Regions from separate parts of the Sus scrofa genome. Here region 2 is linked to region 1. A link is a contact called in public promoter capture Hi-C data. All regions are on one chromosome and are shown on one strand. The core of a region is the stretch at or near the end of the contact, and the rest is flanking DNA. Distances in the headings are between cores, read along the strand shown. Region 1 overlaps PPL (periplakin). Region 2 holds the start of C3H16orf71.

Region 1 (3,510 bases), core at 23-2,522:
GTGTGGAAGTTCCCAGGCCAGGGATGGAACTCATGACACAGCAGCAACCCAAGCCACAGCAGTGAAAACACCAGGCCCTTAACCTGCTGTGCCGCCGGGAAACTCCTAGCTTAATTTTTTTTTAGGGCTGCACCTATGGCATATGGAAGTTCTCAGGGTAGGGGTCGAATTGGAGCTGCAGCTGCCAGCCTTCACCACAGCCATAGCAACATGGGAACTGAGCGGCGTCTGCAACCTATACTGCAGCTCACAGTAACACCAGATCCTTAACCCTCTGAGTGAGGGATGGAACTTGCATCCCCATGGCTCCTCGTTACTGCTGAGCCGCAATGGGAACTGCCTTTTTTTTTTTTTTTTTTTTGCTTTTTTTCCCTATGTTATTTTTTTTATTCTTTATTTTTTGGTCTTTTTGCCTTTTCTCGCCTGCTCCTGAGGCATATAGAGGTTCCCAGGCTAGGGGTCCAATCAGAGCTGTAGCCGCCGGCCTGTGTCAGAGCCACAGCAACACAGGATCCGAGCCACGTCTGCACCACAGCTCACAGCCACGCCGGATCCTTAACCCACTGAGCAAGGCCAGGAATCGAACCCGCAACCTCATGGTTCCTAGTCGGACTCGTTAACCACTGCGCCACGGCGGGAACTCCCCTAGCTTATTTTTTAAACGCTGCTAAAGTTGGAGGGATTAGAGAACATCCATGTCTCCACCGCCCAGATTCTGCCAGCGATGTCTGCTGGACTGGCTTCATCACAGGTCTGTCCATCAGCCTGTGGGTCATTCAGTCCCTACGATATTTTTTACTTTATTATTATTATTATTATTTTTCTCTTTCTTTTTAGAGCCGAACCCATGGCATACAGAAGTTCCCAGTGTAGGGGTCGAATCGGGACAGCTGCACGGCCACAGCAACGCTGGATCCGAGCCACGTCTATGACCCTCACCACAGTGCATGGCAATGCCAGGATCCTTAACCCACTGAGCAAGGCCAGGGATCGAACCTGTGCCCTCATAGGTACTAGTTGGGTTTGTTACCGCAGAGTCATGAAGGGAACTCCTGATTTTTGTTTACTTTAAAGTGAAACACATGTAAGGTCTCTGGAGAGTATCCAGATGTTAAGGGTTCACCCTCCCACGTTCCTGTGCCAGTAGGTCGCCCCGGCACCGTTCCTGGGGTGAGGGTGGAGCACGTTTCCAGAAATGTCCCAGGGACCTTCCCAGTCCGTCCTGCCCAGAGGTAACCACTGTGCAGCCTGCGTCCTCATCGATCCGTCTTGCCCGACGGTGGACTCTTGAACGCTTCCCCTCCACGCGGCTCGCTCCGTGCTCTCTCCCCCTCATCGGGGGGTGCTGGCCTCCCCCCACAGCACCTGCGCCTCTGAATTAGGAAATGATTAACTGACGTCCCTCTTGTGCAGAATTAATCCGTGGCACTATCACTGACCAGCAGAGCTTCAGATCAGCGGGTGATGATGGAACGAATAAAATTCCCCCACGCCAAGGATCATGATGTTTCGTTGTATTTCCTGTCGTTGCTATCAATTTTTAACTGGCCAGCCCCAGCCGTGGCACACTAATGGCCCAGTGCCTCTGGTCTTGTGACACTCGGGCCTCAACTCCAAGGCCCTCCAGGCCCTGGGTGCCCCCAGCCCTCAGCCCTCCCCCTACCGGCCTGGGTGGGGTAGGCTAAACACCTTATCTTCCTCTGAGAGGAAGCCGTTCCACTTTTTCCTTTTGCCATTCTTCCCTTCCGTCTTCTTTTTTCTTTTCCTTTCTTTCTTTCTTTTTTTTGCTTTTTAAGGCCGCACCTATGTTATATGAGGTTCACAGACTAGGCGTCAAATTGGAACTACAGCCACAATGTGGCGTAGGCTGGAAGCTGCAGCTCTGCTTGGACTCCTAGTCTGGGAACCTCCATGTAAGGCAGGTGGGGCCCTAAAATAGCAAAAAAAAAAAAAAAAAAGGATAGATGAGGTGCACTGTGCCTTCTCCCACTTTCTCCCTATGCCTCCTTCCAGCCTCAATCACAGAGGTCCTTTCCTGCCGCAGGGCCTTTGCACAGGCTGTTCCCTCTGCCTAGGACACTCTTCCCAGTCTTCCTTTAGTCTTAGGCTGTGTCACTGCCTCAGAAGGGCCTCACTGACCCCTGGAGCAAGTCTCCCACATTCCACCTCTGCTGCGTTCCCTTGGTAACACCAGCTTGTATGAACTTGCAGTCACCCTTCTGCGGCTCATTTGTTGACCTGCCTTCCTGGGGGGTCTCCCCTGGGCTGGGCTGGGCGGGGCCAAGGCTCTGCACTGCTGCCTTCCCAGCCCAAGCTGCCACAAGGAGGCACAGGACAGAGCCAGAGGAGCCTGTCCTCTGCCCCTCTCCTCCTCCCACCCCTCCTGTCCTGTGCCCACTGAGTCCCCGCCCACCGTCCCCCCCCCCAGCCCTTTCTTGTGACTCTCACAGGATCTGGCCGGGCTGCAGGAGGGCCGGCAGCCCGAGCACCGGGACGTGGCCTTGCAGAAGGTGTCGGACTCGGAGAAGCTTCTGTACGTGCTGGAGGCAGATGCGGCCATCGCCAAGCAAATGAAGCACCCCCAGGGGGACATGATCGCTGAGGAGTAGGTCCCCTCCATTTCGGGTCCTGGGGGTGCTGCTCAGGGCGGGGCAGGGGGCTGCAGCCCTTGCAGCATTCAGGAGCCCAGTCAGGGTTCGTCGAGGGTCTAGCACACACCAGACATTTTGCGGTCAGGGAGGCTGGGGCTCAGGGTGCTGGTGTCCCCTGTTCTGGTCATAGTGTGACCACAGCCCCCGACCCCCACGCTTGCGAACACACTCTCCCCATGCCCGATGCCCAGCTGGCTTCCCAAATGCGTGGCTCTCGCCTCAACTCAGATGTGGACGAACCACTGTCCTTGTCGCAGCCCAGACCATCCTACGGCCCTTTTGGATGGTGGGCTCCAAAAACCTGCCTGTTTCTTCTGGAAGCTTCTGTGGTTCTAGGCACACAGTAGGCCCTCAGGAAACATTGGCAGGAGAAGGCAGGATGAAGCAAAGTGCACAAAAGCAGGGTGGGAGTGACTGCCCGGAGCCCAAGGCCACCGTGACCCTGACTTTCCAGGTCACTGCGCAGAAAGATGAGGCCGGGGGCTGGGGTGGGAGGTACCACCTCAGGGAGAGGCCAGTCTCCCCACCAACCAGCCCCACTAACCTGGGTGGCCGCTCTCCCTGCTCAGCATCCGTCAGCTGAAGGAGCGTGTGACCAACCTCCGCGGGAAACACAAGCAGATCTACAGCCTGGCGGTGAAGGAGGTGGACCCGCAGGTCAACTGGGAGGCCCTGGTGGAGGAAAAGCTGGTACGGCCTGGGCTTCAGCTGGTGGAGGGCATGCGTGGGCCAGGAGACCCCCACTGTTTAAGCGGTGTCACAGTCCAGCCAGGGAGGGAGTCATGTTCTCAGTGTTTCTTAATATTTGTGTCCATGACATGAGCAAGGCTCAGAGAGGTGCAGCACCTAGCCCAAGGTC
Region 2 (3,488 bases), core at 557-3,056, 180 kb after region 1:
TATTATTGTCTACATTTTATAGGCTCAGAGAGGTTATATTATTAGTAAAAGCAAAAACAGAATTTGTGGAGTTCCTATTGTGGCTAAGCGTGTTAAGAACCTGAGTAGTATCCATGAACCTCACTCGGTTAAAGATCTGGTGTTGCCGTGAGCTATAGGTCGCAGATGCAGCTCAGATCCCACACTGTTGTGGCTGTGGTGTAAACCAGAAGCTGTATCTCTGATTCAACCCCTACCTAGCCTGGGAACCTCCATATGCTGCAGCTGTGGCCCTAAAAACAGAATTTGTATCCAAGTCAGAGGGTATTTCAAGCTCAACCGCCCTTTACTGCTGCCTTACAAAGGAACAGACTAGAGACACTTTGGAGTCCCCAAGACACTTTTTGGGGGGGGGGAGTTGACACTCAGTTTAACTCCTTATACAACCCCCCCTTTTTCTTTAATCCCAGAGTCTAACAGGAGAAGGCCCAGTCTCTCAGGATCAAGGGGGCTTTGAGATGTGGCTTGATGGTTCTTCAGAGCCAGCGTCTGGAGAGTACTTGCAGCCTGAGAGGCCTCTGTAACTATGCAGTGGGAAAAGAACACTCCTGCCCCAGCAATGGCCCCCAACAGGGAAGAAGCAGGAGAGGTGAGTGGGGGTGTCTTGCTCTTTCTGCGTTCACAGGAGCGGGGGCAGGAGCTTGGTGCACTCTGACCTGGGAAGAGCAGAGTGAGGATGCATCTGGTAGATAGATCACGGGGTGTTCTCTGGCTGGGGGAGCAGATCAGAGGGCAACAAAATCACCTGGGTGAGAGGGACTACCAGAGGTGACTACTACTGCTGTTCCCCAGGAGGATAAAGCACTAGGGGAGGAAAAGGCATTGCAGCCTGCGGGAAGAGCAGGTAAGAGCTCAGAGGAGTGAAAATTGCCAACAAGTTGGGGGAGGAAGGTTTCAGTTACTGGAAAATGACGTGCAAACGGACCAGATCGGAAGGGTCCTGAACGCCAGGGGGAGGAGCTCCGCTCACCCAGCTGGTAAGGATTACGTCAAAACACTACGCGAAATAGCAGATCCAGTCCGGGGGAATCCTGACTGCCTCTGCGTCCGTTTCTTGGCGGCGGCCCGTTAGCCCCGCCCCAAACCCCACCCCTTCCCACTGCCTGGGGCTAGTTGTTATGACAACTAGACGCCAACGTCCTCCTAGGTCGGGTTTTTAAATTTTATTTTTTTTTATTTTTTTAATTTTTTTGGTCTTTGTGCTATTTCGTGGGCCACTCTCGCGGCATATGGAGGTTCCCAGGCTAGGGGTCGAATCGGAGCTATAGCTGCCAGCCTACGCCAGAGCCACAGCAACGCAGGATCCGAGCCGTGTCTGCGACCTACACCACAGCTCACGGCAACGCCAGATCGTTAACCCACTGAGCAAGGGCAGGGATCGAACCCGCAACCTCATGGTTCCTAGTCGGATTCGTTAACCACTGCGCCACGACGGGAACTCCGAGTTTTTAAATTTTAAAGCTCGGAAACCTGAAAACCTTTCTCGCGTCCTCCCACCGACTCCCAGCCCCTCTTTCTCGCCCGCTCCGTCCAACTCTCAACATTTATCTCTGCAGCTGCGGTAGGCCCGAGGCCACTCACCACCGACCTAAGCCTCAGCCTCCCCTCCCAGCGCAGTCGCAACAGGGCTATAAACAGCCTCGATCGCAGCCCTCCTGTCTTATTCTCCCCCTCGGATCGCAGGGCAATTACAGGGGCTTTCGCCGCCTTCGTATCTCCGCTCAGCAGTCTTACGTTACTGGACTGCCAACCGTTTCCCAACCTCCCCCGCTCCTCCTCCGGGACTTGGCGCGTCCTGCCTATCCTGAAACAAGATTGGTTCTCCTGGCCAGTGGGGGGGCGGGGCAAGGCTACTCCCCCCTGATCATTGGCTGCCCCTGGCGTCACACAATGAGCTGGGCGAGCTGACCGGAAGGTCCGGGAGCGGGAATGACGAACTCCACAGCCCCTGGAACTCCCCCGCAGACCCGCGAGCGTCCCGGCGTGCTCCGCGCCTCCCGCAACCACTTCCGGGGCGGGAGCAGGGCGGCGGGATTTGGAGGCTGTGGCGGCGGCCCGCGTGGAGGGTTCCTCCGGCGGGCGCAGCTGGGGAAGCGCCGCGGCGAGCGGACGCGGGTTGGCGGCAGCCCCAGGACGGCCCAGGGCCCGAGGCCCAGAGCAGGTAGGTTCCGCGGCGGCCCTGCCCTGCCTGGTGCCCGCACCTGCTGCCCACCCGCGGGGCGTCCCAGCGGTGTGGCTGGCTCGCTGCAGGAGTTTCAGACTCTGAGCTTCCGCTTTGCAGCTGGAGAACGGGGAGGATAAAGCCAAGTGCCGAGTAGGGTTTCTGGGAGGAGGCGCCAAGGGATGTCAGTGCTGTAGATGCTCCGGTTATTCCCTAGGTTCCTTCCCCAGGGTCTGAGAACGAGATTGGATACCCGGCCCCGCGGAGGACCTATGCCCCGGGGCGGGACCGGGTGCCCTCGGGCTTTTCCAGAACTCCTCCCTGCGAGCGTGACAGTTATCACCAGCGTCATTTTGTTGTTGATTTTTTTTGCTTATTTCAGAAGTAACGGATATTGGAGTTCCCGCTGTGGCGCAGTGCGTTGAAGGATCCCGCGTTGCCACAGCTGCGTCTGGGATTCAGTCACTGGGCCGGGAACGTCCATATGCCGCAGGTGCGGCCGTAAAATTAAAAACAAACAAACAAACATAATTTAGCATTTTGCAGGATGGATAGGACACAAAGGTAGAACGAGAATTAAAATGTAGTATTTACAGTGCTACTTCCTTCAAATTAGTTTTGGAAGCGATGTGTAGATTTTCTTCAAGTATACCGTGGTACATGCTTGAATATAATTTTGTTCATAACCAATACCCCATCATTGTAGAGCAGCTGGCGTGTGGCAGGGTGAGAAAGGAAGTAGTAGTAGCTTTATGCTCTCTTAGCCTCCCAGTTCTCCCTCCTCGGGCTCCTTGAGTGGGGGTCTGGTTCTCATTGCCTCTTAGCGATGGGAAAGGTGTCAGACAGGTGAGTCTCCAATAAAACCTGGGTCTCACCCTGGAAGGCGTATGCAGAGTAGAAGAGACACACCCAAAGAAGGTTTGAGGGATCCAGTGAAAGGAGAACTGAACTGATGCTCAGCTTTGGATCCTTATCCAGGCTCTGTGGCCAGGACTGTTCAGGTTGGGGGTTCCCACCTGCAGAGCGAGAGAGCTGGTTGCTCTCTCGCCCACCGGTGTGGTGTGGAGGATCCAGGAAGCAGGCTTTGCTCTGAACTTGATTACACATACTCTGGCCAAGGGCTGCCGGACTGTTCCCCTAGCTGGTGGCTTGTTTGTTATTTGGCCATCTTGGCTGTCCCCTCGTGCTTGGAAGCATTCTTTAGTAGTGACAGAGGTGCTCATGGCGCCTGTGCACCTGTACTTTCGGGTCCCCTGAACTGGAAGGGGTTTTCTTTTTTTTCCTTCTC

Evidence for each region. Promoter capture Hi-C pulls out the DNA fragments that hold promoters and counts their contacts.
Region 2: a promoter capture Hi-C map of fetal liver shows a contact between it and region 1, with 4 times the contacts expected there. A contact is called at or near these places in 2 of 5 promoter capture datasets (fetal liver and liver), 9 of 47 Hi-C or Micro-C datasets (brain, embryonic fibroblasts, epiblast stem cells and 6 more) and 2 of 2 datasets of targeted methods (alveolar macrophages and skeletal muscle).

The regions. Positions count from the first base shown.
Region 1 is chr3:37,488,484-37,491,993 of Sscrofa11.1, forward strand. It overlaps PPL (periplakin), which reads left to right. Exons shown (of 22, transcript XM_013995670.1): 3 at 2,451-2,605; 4 at 3,221-3,341. Among named protein-coding and RNA genes, the nearest start is that of PPL, 30 kb to the left of the region's middle.
Region 2 is chr3:37,663,691-37,667,178 of Sscrofa11.1, forward strand. It overlaps C3H16orf71, which reads right to left and starts at 1,807. Exons shown (of 10, transcript XM_013995684.2): 1 at 1,732-1,807. ANKS3 (ankyrin repeat and SAM domain-containing protein 3) reads left to right here and starts at 492. Exons shown (of 17, transcript XM_021086672.1): 1 at 492-628. The coding sequence starts at 566.